Regions from separate parts of the Macaca mulatta genome. Here region 2 is linked to region 1. The links are chromatin contacts, called in public Hi-C maps. All regions are on one chromosome and are shown on one strand. The core of a region is the stretch at or near the end of the contact, and the rest is flanking DNA. Distances in the headings are between cores, read along the strand shown.

Region 1 (7,471 bases), core at 2,213-4,712:
GAGATTGTTATCCACCGTGACCTAGAGACTAGTTGGTGCCACTGACTGAAGAAAGAGCCTGAGACCACAGCTGGGCTGGGCTGGTCCTGCTGCTGCTCTGACAGCTCCTGCTCCACCCCCACCCACCACAGAAGCCCTTGCGAAATCCCTCAGCCTGTCATGGATCAGTATTCCAGCTCAAGGACTTTTACCCCCTTGTCCCCACTCCTGGTCACTGCTCTCTCGGATGAAATCAGAAGTCAGCACTGCCAGTAAAGGAGCTTCAGCTCCACCTTCTCCCCTCCTCCTCCCCCAAATCACACACACACATTCCAGGCACTGCCCCTGCCCCCTCCACCTCAGCCAGAATAAATATTTAATTAAACAGATGGAAGCCTTCTGAACTGAACAAAATTAAATGTAATTATCCACAGCGGAACTTTCCCCACACAAACACACACACACTTTTTTCCTAGAGAAAAGTTGTAGAAAATTGAATAGAGAAGGGACAAGAGTAGAAACTGCACAGAGACAGGACAATGTGGAACACCTTGATGTGTGCACGTGACCCCCTCTTTCCACTTTTTGCTCAGCCTGATTGGAAGCGAGAAATCAGCCTGACCCAGTCACCTGACTGCTGTCTCTTGGAGCCCAACTTCTCCAGGGAAATGTAAATCCAAAGGTACCGTGTTGCCCCGGCAGTCCTAGACTTTGGATCCCATCCCTAGCCAGGTCAGTGAAAACTGGCAGGGATGTTTCTCTAGTCAGGCGGCAGGCTGGAGTCACAGAGGGAGGGTGGAGGCCCTGCTGGACTCCTGGGGCCCAGGAATGTCTCATGCCTGCAAAGCAGGGGGTGGGGGTGGGGGGCCGGGGTAGGGGGGCAGACAAAGTAGGCACTGGAGCATGGTCAAGGGCAGACACCTGGGCAGTGCAACTTCTTCATCCCCAAGATGAGATAGCACCTGTCCTCTTCCACTCCAAGCAGGGAGAGTGGAAGACTTGGGAAATGCAGATTAATGGAGGCTTTTACACCAAGGTTGCAGGCTTCCCATGACCACAGCCCTCCCTGGTGGTCCTGTACCTCCATTAGCAGAGAGGCACTACCCCCATCTCCCCAGCAGGGAGGCCCCAGATTCAGCAGGGTCAGGACCTCTGACTCAACATGAGGGGAGGGGAGGGCAGCAGGGGCCTGGCCGGCCTCACTTACACATCCCCACAGAACCAAAGAGTTGGGTCCCTGTGGCGGTGCTGGGGAGGCCTCTTAGCACTAGCATACGGATCCGAGCAAGACCCCATAAACAAAAGGCTGGGGCAAGAAAAGGTGAAGTTTACACAGGGTAAGGAGACAACAATTTTTCCAGGCCCGCTGGGCCTTCAGGGCAGTTACTTGACTTCTTGTGGAGAAAGTCACATCTACAAACACTTTTCCACCCAGACTTCCCCCATACACATGAAGAGACATGGTATCTGTCTACGCTCTCTCACACACACCTGCCTTAGAGGCACAGATGCCACTTTCTGAGGCACAGCCTGGAGAGGCGCCAGAAGAGCAGGGATTTAACTGGCATTGGATTAACAGGAACTTGAGCAGGACTCTGCCCAGCCCCAACCTTTGCCCCAACTCTGACTGACATCCCCACAAGACCCCTCTAGGTGGATGAAAGGTGCAGAGGATCCCCACGGGAGTTTGTAGATCCAAAGGGCTGAGAGGGCAGCTGTTTGGGCCTGAGAGGAAGGAATTCTCCCCGACTCCATGTGGTCAGTCTAACTGGCTCTCACAGTTTGGAGGAATAACTGAGGAAAATAGAAAGCGGTTGTTGACAAGGGAGGAGTGACAAAGGTCCCACCGGCTCCCTGCTTCCACTGAAGAAGTCCTGAATAGTCTCTTCCTTGTTGAAAACTTTTTTCAGGCAACAGCAGCAAGTCATGAACTAGAAGTTGACAGGCCATGGATGGAGCCAAGGAGAGGTGTGTTATCCCTCCAGGCTGCAGGATGGGCCTCAAAATAAGCCAGATTGTAAGAAGAGGTGGGTGAAAGGCGGTCAGAACAGCAGTCCTCAGCCCCATCTGGCCTACAGCTTGTCTGGAAAGTCCCACCAAAGGCCTCCACAGATCCAAACACTGCAGGAGACTATGGCCCCAGGGGCAGGGAGAGGCCGGTGGGTTTAAGAGACAGCTGGGGCGGTGCTGAAGGACACAGTGAAGGATCAGCCAGCCTGTGGACAGTGACAGGGGAAAAAGGAGGCCCTTCCTCCCAGGGGAAAATCTGGCCAGAGGCCCCAGTGAGGGGAGTAGGGGACCAGGGGAGAAAAGGATCTCTCTCTGGAACACAGACTGTGCAGATCATGGTATGCTCAGGGCCAGGTCCTCAGGGACAGGGCTGCAGACAAGTCCTTACCCTTAGGAGCCCCTTTACATGTGCAGCCACTCACACCCAGGTGCGGTCACGCCGACTCCGGTATGGGGCAGCAACCCCCACCCACCCCTGCCCCAGCACAGATATAAGTCCCTGCTGGAGGCCTGCTGGGGCTTAGTTCTCCAGGAACAGGGGAGCACTGCATTCGTCACGATCCTCAGAACCCCCTGAACCTGGGCCTGGCAACTCAGGTGACTGAAACCAGGTTTTGATGCCAGGAGCCAGGCTTAGGGAGGGAGAAACTCCAACTGCAGGCTAAAGATGAATGCTCTACACCTGCAGTCAACCCACTTGCCACGGGCCTCTGGTGATTAACAAGCTACGGCCCAAAAAGCCAGTTCCACCAGGAGCTCCCTTGCCAGCCATCCACACCTCATAACGGTATGCCTTAGCCCTGCCGGCCGGGGCAGGCGCTCTGGGCCGCTCCTTCCTGTTTCCCGTTAAGCACATGGAAGCTCTGACCTCGCCTGCGAGGTGGGCACCGTGGGCCGGTAGGAAGAAAACGGGGCAGGGCCCTCCCCTCTCCTCCCACCCGAGCCACAGGACGCGTCCAGGCCGGGGCAACCCCGCGGACCGCTGCCAGGGTGGAGGCTCCCACGCCAATGGTCACCAGGCTCCTCCACTCTCCAACAAAGGGGCGCCCGCGGCTCGGCCCCGTCGCCCGCAGCCCCCGCGTCCCCACCTCCCGCCCTACCTGTTGCCCAGGAGGGCTCCTCCGGCTCGGGGCGGCGCTACCGCGGACTCCGCGGCGCCAGGCCCGCCGGCCCCGGCCGCTCCCTTGAGGCGCTGCGCCCGCCCTCCCCGGCCGCCGCCATGAGCGCCCGCAGCGACCCCGCCAGCGCCGCCCCCCGCCCCGGCCCCGCGGCCTCCCCAGCCCGGCCCCTCCGCCGCCCTGCGACAAAGCGGCCTCCGGGGCTCCCAACTTTTCCGCAGCCCCTTCCCACCCCCGCGCGGGGATCGGGCGCCGGGCGGGGGCCCCGACTCACTCGGCTGCAGATCCGGCGGGGCCGGGGCCGCTGCTCCGTGTGATCCGTCTGCTCGGGTGGCTGCTCCGAGGCCCCGAGGCCTGGCTCCCCGCGCCTCTCCTCACTCTTCCGCCCGCCCGCCGGCCCGCGCCCGCCCTCGCCCTCCCTCCTCCGCCCGCCGCCGCCGCCGCCGCCCGCCGAGCCCAGTCGAGCTGAGCCCGAGCCCAGCCGGGAAAGAAAGGCCGCGAGCAGCCCAGGGGCCGGGAGGCTGGGCGTGGACGCGAGGCGAGGGCGGGGCGGGCCGTTGCGCTGCGGCTGCCCCTCCGCCCCGGCGCGGAGCCGGGACCCCAGCCCTCCGCTCCCGGGCCCGCAGCCACGCCCACGCCCGTCACCGTGCTCTAGAGAAGCCCCCGACGTGGGGAGGCGGGTGCGGGCTCCTCCGGCCGCTTCGGTCTGTTTTCGTGGTGGGAGGTCTCCCACCGGGACCGACACAGACGCACTGGATGCCGCGGGGTCCCGGGCTCCGAGCGGCGGCGTCCCTGCCCCCTCACTCCTACCCACCCCCACCCACACCCACCCCCAACTGCTGTGCGGCCCCGGGTCCCCGCCGGAGTGGGCACATTCCCACTTCCAGCCCCACGGGGCGCGGGCGGAGGAGGGCGCAGCCCGGGGGTCCTGCCCAAGTGCCTCGCGCCGAAGCTGAAAACCTCTCCAGGGCAGACCCAAGCAGCCGAGCCTCCAGACCCAGTCAGAGCCTGCGACCCCTCGGGCGACCCTCGCCTACCCCGCCGTAAAAGCCGCGGACTTTCCACCCAGGTGCTACGGGACCCACCCCGGTGGCAAGGAAGAGCAAACCCGAACGTGCGCACACCCGAGGGCCCTGTCTCAAAGAGCCACCCCAACTTTTGTTTTGTAAAATGTATTTGAGTTTTCAAATGACACTACCTTTATCCGTATTCGATTTCGTGTTAAAAAGTGTTTCCCGGACGGGCGCGGTGGCTCACGCCTGTGATCCCAGCACTTTGGGGGGCTGAGGCGGGCAGATCATCTGAGGTCAGGCGTTCGAGACCAGCCTGGCCAACATGGTGAAACCCCATCTCTACTAAAAATACAAAACTTAGCTGGGCACGGTGGCACGCTCTTATAATCCCAGTTACTCGGGAGGCTGAGGCATGAGACTCGCTTGAACCCTGGAGGTGGAGTTTGCAGTGCGCCGAGATCTCGCTGCTGCACTCCAGCCTGGGCGACAGAGCGAGACTCCCTCTCAGGAAAAAAAAAAAAAAAAAAAAAAAACTGTGTTCTCCCCTTGGCCTGGCGCGGTGGCTCATGCCTGTAATCCCAGCACCTGGGGAGGCCGAAGCAGGCAGATCACTTGAGGTCGGGAGTTCAAGACCAGCTTGATTAATATAGTGAGACCCCCATCTCCTTTATAAATTAAAAAAAAAAAAAAAAAATTTCCCTTTGAGTTGTGTGGTAAAATTACTGTTTCGGAAGTAATTACTGTTGGAAGACGCAACATGTTTTTCCTAGAAAGCTGGTCTTAACTCCTAACGGGAACGAATGATGACTAAGATGTATTTGAGGGCTCCTATACAGGGAGAGCTGCAGCTTACTCCATGGAGAGATACTTTTGTCAAATTTCTAACCCAGATGAAGTGTTGCCTTTTTTACGCTGTCGCCATCAGAGCCTCTGACGCTAGCTTGTTTCCCGTTTATCTGGTCAAGTCCTGGTAGGAAGGAGTGCAACCCCCACTAATCCTGTTGGAGGGCCCATCCCTCATCTCAGGCCCTTTCTGTAGGGTAAGGAGGCTGTCCGACCCGCTTGTTCTGCCTCTCTTTTCACGGGGATGCGCAGCCCAGGCACACCATGGGAAAGATGGGAGTGGTGGCCCCTAACCAGCTCCGAGGGCTTCTCCAGGCATTTTTTTTTTTTTTTTTTTTTTTTTTTTTGAGATGGAGTCTCGCTCCGTCGCCAGGTTGGAGAACAGTGGCGCGATCTCGGCTCACTTCAAGCTCTGCCTCCCGGGTTCACGCCATTCTCCTGCCTCAGCCTCCTGAGTAGCTGGGACTACAGGCGCCGGCCACCGCGCCCGGCTAATTTTTTGTATTTTTAGTAGAGACGGGGTTTCACCGTGGTCTCGTTCTCCTGACCTTGTGATCTGCCCGCCTCGGCCTCCCAAAGTGCTGGGATTACTGGCGTGAGCCACCACGCCCGGCCTTCTCCAGGCTTTTCTAAGCCCCAGGCCTGCCTGATTTCTCAGTTTCCAGCAACCCCTCCAGCCACGTTTTCTCCTCCCTCCCTTATTAGCATATCTTCCATTGTATCTTTCTTTCCTTTCTTTCTTTTTTTTTCCTTTGGAGATGAGGTCTCACTCTGTCACTGCAGCCTCGACCTTCCAGGCTCAAGATGTCCTCCACCTCAGCCTCCCAAGTAGCAGGGACCACAGGCGGCACCACCACGCCCGGCTAGTTTTTGTATTTTTGGTAGAGACACGAGATTTCACCATGTCACTCACGCTAGTCGTGAACTCCTGAGCTCAAGCCATCCACCCTCCTTGGCCTTTCAAAGTGCTGGGATTACAGGTGTGAGCCACCTTGCATCCCAATTGTCTCTTTCTACCCCATTGGAACTCTCCTCCTTTCATTCTTCTAATTCCAAAGTTCCCTCTTCCTTTCTTAAGTGCTCTCCCCAGAATCCTTATCTGCTACCTACACACCTTTTTTCCAGCACAGTTCCAGGGCTCTTTGGGCCGCAGCTCACCTTCTGGTCTCTCTCTAACACTCTCCACACCTCCGTCCTACTCATCTTCCTTCTTTTAGTTCTGAATCCCTCTCTTGTGGTTTTCCTAAGTGCCAAGCTTTCCTGTAGTCCCCACCAGACTTTTTATTTTTATTTTTATTTTTATTTTTATTTTTATTTTTTTTTTTTGAGACGGAGTCTGGCTCTGTCGCCCGGGCTGGAGTGCAGTGGCCGGATCTCAGCTCACTGCAAGCTCCGCCTCCCGGGTTCACGCCATTCTCCTGCCTCAGCCTCCCGAGTAGCTGGGACTACAGGCGCCCGCCGCCTCGCCCGGCTAGTTTTTTGTATTTTTTAGTAGAGACGGGGTTTCACCGTGTTCGCCAGGATGGTCTCGATCTCCTGACCTAGTGATCCGCCCGTCTCGGCCTCCCAAAGTGCTGGGATTACAGGCTTGAGCCACCGTGCCCGGCCACCACCAGACTTTTTAAATGCTTCCTCAGGAGAACTGAAGACTGGTTAACTTTTTTTTTTTTTTTTTAAGATAGCAGTGGGGAGGGGAAGTTCTGGGGCCGAAGTTGGATAACCAGGGCCTGAGAAATAAAGATAAGAGGGTATATTCCTCCCCCAGGAGACAAAGGAGAAGGTGGATGGAGAAGGGGAAACTGGGCCTCAGCCAGCACTGGGATGATGCGACCAGCTCTGTCAACATGCCTGAGGAGCACACACAACGCTTGCCTTGGCTGGACCAGAGACTGTGATCACCACCCTTCCAACCCATCCCCCAGCACGCAGGCTGGCATGGCCACGCCCACAGTGCCCCAAGTGCCGCCTGCCTTGCAGTGACTCACTTCCTCTGTATGGGCTGCTGAGGTGTCCCAAGGAGAGGACAGGCCATCTCTAGGCCTTCAGCCCATAGTTTAGATATCTGGCCTGGCTTTGTGGATAGGCAAGCATACATGGATCCCAAATGTGGAAGGTGGGTTTTTTCAGGTCAGGTGGAACTGTAAACACTGAAGCCTATTTGAGTAAGAAGCAGACCCTAGCTAGTACCTAATGGAGATTCAGGGGCCAGGAGTTTCGGGGAGGAAACATTTCCTAACGAGGTAAAATAGCCAAGAGGAGTTTCTATGTATTCTGAAATCAGGCAATGGAAAGTATTCGCAGAAAAGCAATGTAGGGACCAGGCCCGGTGGCTCACGCCTGTAATCCCAACACTTTGGGAGGCCGAGGTGGGTGGATCACCTGCAGTCAGGAGTTCAAGACCAGCCTGCCCAACATGGTGAAACCTCATCTCTACTAAAAATGCAAAATTTAGCTAGGCATGGTGGCACATGCCTGTCTGTAGTCCCAGCTACTTGGGAGGCTGAGGCA
Region 2 (7,471 bases), core at 1,784-4,283, 100 kb before region 1:
TTAACTTGGCCGGATCAGTGGCTCACACCTATAATCCCAGCAGCTTAGGAGGGTGAGGTGGGCGGATTGCTTGAGGCCAGGAGTTCAAGACCAGCCTGGGCAACATAGCAAGATCCCATTTCTACAAAAAGTTAAAAAATGTATCCAGGTGTGGTGGTGTGTGTCTGTAGACCCAGATACTCAGGAGGCTGAGGCTGCAAGATCACTTGAGCTCAGGAGTTCAAGGCTGCAGTGAGTTGTGATTACACCACTGCACTACAGTCTGGGAGACAGAGCGAGACCCTGTCTCAAAAATAAAAATAAATATATTTTTAAAAAGGATTAACTCAAGTGAAGCTTAAAGAGTGAAATTTTTTTTTAAATAGTCTTGACAAAACTAACAAGAATTGTTAAAAAAAAAAAAAAAAAATTAGTACTCCAGCAAAAATACAAAGTAGAAAAAACTCAAAGAAATAGGCATGGTGTCCCTAGTCCTTAAAATGGCTCTAAGGAAAGAAGGTATGACAGTATAGCAAAGAATTCTGACCTGAAAACATTTACTTTCACTAAGCACAGTACATTTCCACCTAATGTCCCTCCATTCATTAATCTCATTTCCCAAAATGCAATAGACTACTGAAAAAATCCACAATGTATCTATGCTCTCTTCCTCTTGATATAAAAGTGCAAAGGGAGAAAAGAAAAAAGAAAACATATCTTCTGATTTGATTGAACTGAACATGGAATCGATAAGTTAGAAGAGATGGAAGAATTTTTTAATATCAAAAAAGATATCTGGCCAGGTAGAGTGTCTCACACCTGTATTCCCAACTTTGAGAGACTGAGGCAAGGCTTGCTTGAGACCAGGAGATCAAGATCAGCGTGAGCAACATAGCAAGGCATCTGTCTCCACAAAAAAATTTAAAAATTAACCAGGCATGGTGGCAAGGCACCTGTAGTCCCAGCTATTCAGGAGGCTGATCGTGAGAAGATCACTTGAGCCCCGGAGGTGGAAGATGCCGTGAGCAGTGATCTTGCCACTGTACTCCAGACCGGGCGACAGAGCAAGAAGCAAGACCCTGCATCAAAAGAAAAAGAGGGGAGAGGGGAGAGGAGAAAGGAAAAGAAAAAGAAAAAGGAAATCTAAAAATTGCAGAACCAAGCAGCCAAAGCATAGTAAACAAAGCGTTTCATTAACAAGGATTCTGCATACACACATACACACAAACACATGCTATTTTCTGCTGAGATTTAAGCTGATATTGATCAGCTTATGAAGATATGGTCAAGAGGCTGTCATTCTGGTTGCTGCTGTTTAAAAAACAAAACAAAATAAAGCAACCCCACCCACACAGCTGGAAAAAAGCTCCTGACATATGAACTAAAACTTGTTTACTCAGGCGACTTCTTAATAAGAGAAATGCTTTGCAATTTAACTAGGGTTATATAAGTATTTTGCAATGTGTGATCAGTTAAAAATCTTGTTTATTTATTCCATAGTTCACAGATAGGTTATATTACTACAAGGTCAGGTTTGCCATAATGGCATTTTTCCTGTTTTATAGTTTTATTCTATCACTCAGCACTTCCCGCAATGTAATTTTTGCCATTAATTTTACCTCTCTTTCCTTTAAAAAAAATTTTTAAAAATTAAATACAGATAATGACATGTGACAAATTAATCATTTCTTAAAATAGCTGTTCCCAGAAACATGGTAGAAAAGAAATTTCAGTGATTCAACTGTCCAGCAAAATCTGGATATTGCAAAATAATACTGCCTTTCAGTAACAGGAAAAAAAAATCTAAATTTCAATGTGGGGATGGGGGTAATCACTCCCACTGTTGTATTTTCAAGAAATTCTCCGCAACACACACACACACCTCAAGGCCCTTTCTTTTTAAGGCTATCAAATATATTGGTTTTTGGAAACGGATAGACTTTATTTTGCAAGAATGACCAAAGTCTGCAAGATAAACTAGGCCCCTAAAATGAAATACCTTCTAAGGAGAAATAACTGTAACATAGAGGAAAGAGGGCAGGGTGGGACTAGTAATTTGAAGATCTGATCTCTCTAGAACTGCACTACACCCTATTCCATCTCTTAGACAAAACAGACTAGATCTTTTCGATATTTGATTATTTTTTGAAACTGAGAAATGGTGTGGAATCAAACTTTTCTGAAAGAGTTTGGAAACTGCCTGGACCTAGGCCTAACAAGATTTAAACCTGGGGCTGTGGACTAAAGACCTGTCCGAAACCACAACCATTACACAAACCCCTGCCCTCAGCAGGCAGACAGGCCCTCTTAACACAAGATCTAAGTTTCAAAGTATAGTCCGGGGACGGGGACGGGGGTTGCGGGTGGGAGGTAACAGCCTAAAGAGATGTCGTATATATCAAAGAACGTCAATTTTTTATTTTTAAAATTAAAATCTAAACCTTTAAATGTTTGGAAGCAACACGTCAACTAAAGAGCAATATGTTCCAGGGTTTATGAATCCAAACTACTCTTAAAGTAAACGGAGCCACTCTGCCTACAGTATTCGGCATCAAGCGGCTCCAGCGGGCAGAGGGTTAAAAGAGGACCACATCACAGACCAGACGCCGCCCGAGGAGTGAGGGCGAGCCAGCCCCCACTGGCCGCCGCTCCAACGGAGGTCAGGAGAGGGAGCCCCCAACTCCCACCTGCCCCCTCGCTCCCTCCACCTTGAGTCTACCCAAGTCCCCAGGATCGCGCCCCTCCCCAGGTCACCGCTCCCCCACCGTCCCTCGCGGCCTCCGCCCCGCCCCGGCGCCTTCAGCTCCAGCTGCGTCCCCTCAGCCCTGGGTCTCCTTAGTTGTCAGCCCCTTCAGCCCCTCCCCTTTAGAGGCGCCCCAGTCCTCCGTCTCCTCACCGGGGTTGGCAGTAGTCGCCGCCATGGCCGTAGATGCCACCGCCGCCGCGCCACCCCCCCCCCCCAGTGGGAGGAGCCGCCGCCACCGAACCGGGAGGGAGGGGAAGAGAAAGGCCACTCCCCAGAAGCGGCGCCTCCGCTACCGCGGAATCCAAGATGGCGGCTTCAGCAGCCCCACCATCCCAGCCCCTGTGGCGGAGAGACCCCGCCTATATAGTGGGCGGAATCAACACACGACCGCCTCCTAGGAAAAAATTGACCAATGAAGATGCCAAATCGACCAAGGGCAGGGCTACTCCCTGCGCCAGCCAGTCCAGTGGAGGGAGGGCGAGGAAGAAGTCCAGCTGTCTCCCTAACCCCGCCCTCCTTGCGTAAGAGGTCAATGACCGAGTAACGTCATTGAAATGCAATTAAAATGGGTATTTTAGGCAGGGCGCGGTGGCTCGCGCCTGTAATCCCAGCACTTTGGGAGGCCCAGGCCGGCGGATCACCTGTGGTCAGGGGTTCGAAACCAGCCATGGCCAACATGGCGAAAACCCCGTCTCTACTAAAAATACAAAATTAGCTGGGCGTGGTGGCACATGCCTGTAATCCCAGCTTCTTGGGAGGCTGAGGCAGGAGAATCGCTTGAACCTGGGAGGCAGAGGTTGCAGTGAACCGAGATCGCGCCACACCACTGTACTCGTCTGGGCCACCGAGAGCAAAACTCCATCTCAAAAAAAAAAAAAAAAGGATATTTTACTAAAAAAAGGATATTTGACTAAAAACCTTCTCTTGGTGGTGGATTCGTCGTCTGAGTGGTTGCCCTGCAGACAACTTATCTTGTAAATCCTCTTTAGGTGCTCTAATACTTAAACTTCACATGGTGATTTGTAATCCTTTCCAGTTTTTTTCCTGTTTTAAGGACTTTTGTCCCTGGTGAAAAAAGTTAAATAACTAACTTTTTAATGCCTGCTATGGGACTGGTAGTGTAAAAGGATCTGGGTGTTAACGGTTTGGTATGGGAGATATTGCCAGCCAAAACTGGAGGCAGTGGATGAAGAAAGTATTTTGAGAATGGGTAACTTCCTTTGGTCAGTGATAGGTACATAATGAGGAGTTTTGTTTGTTTGTATTTGAGACGAAGTCTCCCTCTGTCATCCAGGCTGGAGTGCAGTGGCGCAATATCGGCTCACTGCAACCTCCACCTCCCTGGTTCAAGCAATTCCTCTGCCTCAGCCTCCTGAGTAGCTGGGATTACAGGCGCATGCCACACGCCCGGCTAATTTTTTGTGTGTTTTTAGTAGAGATGGGGTTTCACGATGTTGGCCAGACTGGTCTCGAACTCCTGACCTCAGGCAATCCGTCCACCTCAGCCTCCCAAAGTGCTGGGATTACAGGCGTGAGCCACCACACCCGGCCAGTGAGGAGTTTTTAATAGGGAATCAACAAGATGATGGCTGTGCAGATTTATTTTCTTTTTTCTTAATTTTTTTCCGAGACAGAGTCTTGCTCTGTCACCCAGGCTGCAGTGCAGTGGTGTGATCTTGGCTCACTGCAACATCCACCTCCCGGGTTCAAGCAGTTATCCTGCCTCAGCCTCCCGAGTAGCTGAGATTACAGGCGCATGCCACCACACCCAGCTAATTTTTGTTTCCTGATAATAGGAAGTGTGGGGAAAAGAAAGAGATCAGCCTGTTACTGTGTCTATATAGGAAGAAGTAGACATAAGAGACTCCATTTGGTTCTGTATTTGAGATGCTATTAATCTGTGACCCTACCCCCAACCTTGTCCTTGCAAGAGACATGTGCTGTGGTGACTCAAGGTTTAATGGATTTTGGGCTGCGCAGGATGTGTCTTTGTTAAACAAGTACCTGAAGGCAGCTTGCTGGTTAAAAATCCTGCCCGTCCCTGGGCAATGGAACATCTCGGTGTAAAACCCGATTGTATGCTCTGTTTACTGAGATAGGAGAAAACCGCCTTATGGCATAAGGTGGGACTTGCTGGCGGGACTTGCTGGAGCAATGCTGCTAAAAGGTTTATGGAGATGTTTGCATATGCATATCAAGGCACAGCATTTTCCTTTCAACTTATTCATGTCACAGAGATCTTTATCCATATGCCTTACTGCTAATTTTCTCCCTAAAATGATCCTATTGTCCTGCCACTCCTTTATCTTTAAGATGGTAAAGATAATTATCAATAAATACTAAGGGAACTCAGAGACTGGTGCCGGCGTGGGTCCTCTGTATGCTAAGCGCCGGTCCCCTGGGCCCACTTTTTCTTTCTCTATACTTTGTCTCTGTGTCTCATTTCTTTTCTCAAGTCTCGTTCCACCTAATGAGAAACGCCCACAGGTGTGGAGAGGCAGGCCACCCCTTCAGGAAGCATTGAGCTATTTGAGGTAGGCACTGTCCAAAATGCTTTGTATGTATTTACTCATTTAATCCTCACAACAACGATGAGGTAGGTTCTACTACTATTTGCATTTTGCAATTAAGGAAACAGAAACAAAGAGGTTAAGCAAGGGACATCCAGCAGGTAAGTAATGTGGGAGGCAAACTAAAGGAGTCTGACACTGGAGACCTGTTCCACCCATCCCCCTATTTTAGCACTACAGTTTTAGCACTACAAAGTACTGTCTTTTCATGTATCGCTCACGAAATGTTTAATACAAATTTAATTAAAATTGTAATTATGCTATTGAACATCTTTGTATTCTTAGAAGTTGTATATGTACTGCACAGATTACATTGATCCACTTATTTAGTTCACTGCAAAGGTATTTTAACATAATTTGCATATTATTGTTTACATCTGTTAAAATTTCATTCTTTCATTTTGTTGTTATATTTATAATTCACCAAAAAGAAAAAAAATCATCCACTCAAAAGAAATACATTGGCTGGGCCGGGCGGGATGGCTGTAATTCCAGCACTTTGGGAGGCCGAGGGGGATGAATCACGAAGTCAAGCGTTGAAGACCAGCCTGGCCAACATGGTGAAACCCCATCTCTACTAAAAATACTTAGCCGGGTGTGGTGCTGCGTGCCTGTAATCCCAGCTACTCCGGTGGCTGAGGCAGGAGAGTCACTTGAACCTGGGAGGCAGAGGTTGCAGTGAACTGAGGTGCCCCTACACTCTAGCCTGGGCGACAGAGCGAGACTCCATCTTAAAAAAAAAAAAAAAAAAAAAAATGCAGTAGCTTCTTTACCAAGTAAAATGGATTTTTTCAGAATAAATGCAAAATATTTTCCCATATGATGTGGATAAATTTTGTGGTTAAAAGAGATCAAGTCACATTTCTGTAGAAAAAAATTGGTAGAAATCGGCCAGGCACAGTGGCTCACACCTGTAATCACAGCACTTTGGGAGGCCAAGGGGGACGAATCACAAAGTCAAGCGTTCAAGACCATCCTGGCTAACACTGTGAAACCCCGTCTCTACTAAAAATACAAAAAATTAGCCAGGTGTGGTGGCGGGCGCCTGTAGTCCCAGCTACTGAAGAGTCTGAGGCAGGAGAATGGCGTGAACCCGGGAGGCGGAGCTTGCAGTGAGTGGAGATCATGCCACTGCACTGCAGCCTGGGTGACAGCGAGACTCTGTCTCAAAAAGAAAAAAATTGGTAGAAATCATTTTGTTATAGAGATGCTTACACAACTAGCTACAAAGTTAATAACATACTCTGTTTGGAGAAAGTGCAACAAAGCTGGCCAGGTGCAGTGACTCATGCCTGTAATTCCAGCACTTTGGGAGGTCAAGGCAGGCGGATTACCTGAGATCAGAAGTTCAAGACCAGCCTGGCCAATATGGTGGAATCCCGTCTCTACTAAAAATATGAAAACGAGCTGGACATGTTGGCACACGCCTGTAGTCCCAGCTACTCAGCAGGCTGAGGCAGGAGAATCGCTTGAACCTGGAAGGTGGAGGTTGCAGTGAGCTGGGATCAGGCTACTGTACTCCAGCCTGGGTGACTGAGCGAGACTCCATCTCAAAAAGAAAAAGAAAAAAAAGTGTAACAAAGCTATTGGCAAAATTATTTGTCAAATACCACATGGAGTCATGATACAAAACATGAAATGGCAATATCTGCCCTGTACCTGCTACCAGATGTTTAAGAGTAGAAACCACTGATGTACACAATATGAATCAGCTTACAGCATATAGGCAATACATAAGGAGAAATGCCCAAAACTTCCTGTTTGGTTTATCATTAAAAATTCAAGATACAAAAGAAAACGTTTTTCGTTTAGATAAGAATTATTTTGTGAGGTATGAGTAAGTCTGAAAAAGATATCTTGGGATCAAAACTGATGGAGTTACAGGCCAGGCATGGTGGCTCACAGCTGTAATCCCAGCCCTTTGGGAGGCCGAGGCAGGCAGATCACTTGAGCCCAGGAGTTTGAGACCAGCCTGATCAAAGTGGCGAAACCACATCTCTACTAAAAATACAAAAATTAGTCCGGCATGGTGACATATGACTGTAATCCCAGCTACCCGGGAGGCTGAGGCACGAGAATAACTTGAACCTGGGAGGCAGCAGTTGCAGTGAGCTGAGATCATGCCACTGCACTCCACACTGTTCCTACAAAAAAAAATGTCAGTCCACTTTCCCTT

Evidence for each region. A called contact is a pair of places that touch in the nucleus more often than the background predicts.
Region 2: a Hi-C map of liver shows a contact between it and region 1, with 2.0 times the contacts expected there. The contact joins the promoter of ARNT here to the promoter of CERS2 in region 1. A contact is called at or near these places in 2 of 14 Hi-C or Micro-C datasets (fetal cortex germinal zone and liver).

Annotation. Positions count from the first base shown.
Region 1 is chr1:116,130,272-116,137,742 of T2T-MMU8v2.0, reverse strand. It overlaps CERS2 (ceramide synthase 2), which reads right to left and starts at 3,462. Exons shown (of 11, transcript NM_001261642.1): 1 at 3,382-3,462.
Region 2 is chr1:116,232,072-116,239,542 of T2T-MMU8v2.0, reverse strand. It overlaps ARNT (aryl hydrocarbon receptor nuclear translocator), which reads right to left and starts at 3,033. Exons shown (of 20, transcript XM_077948260.1): 1 at 2,876-3,033. The coding sequence starts at 2,900.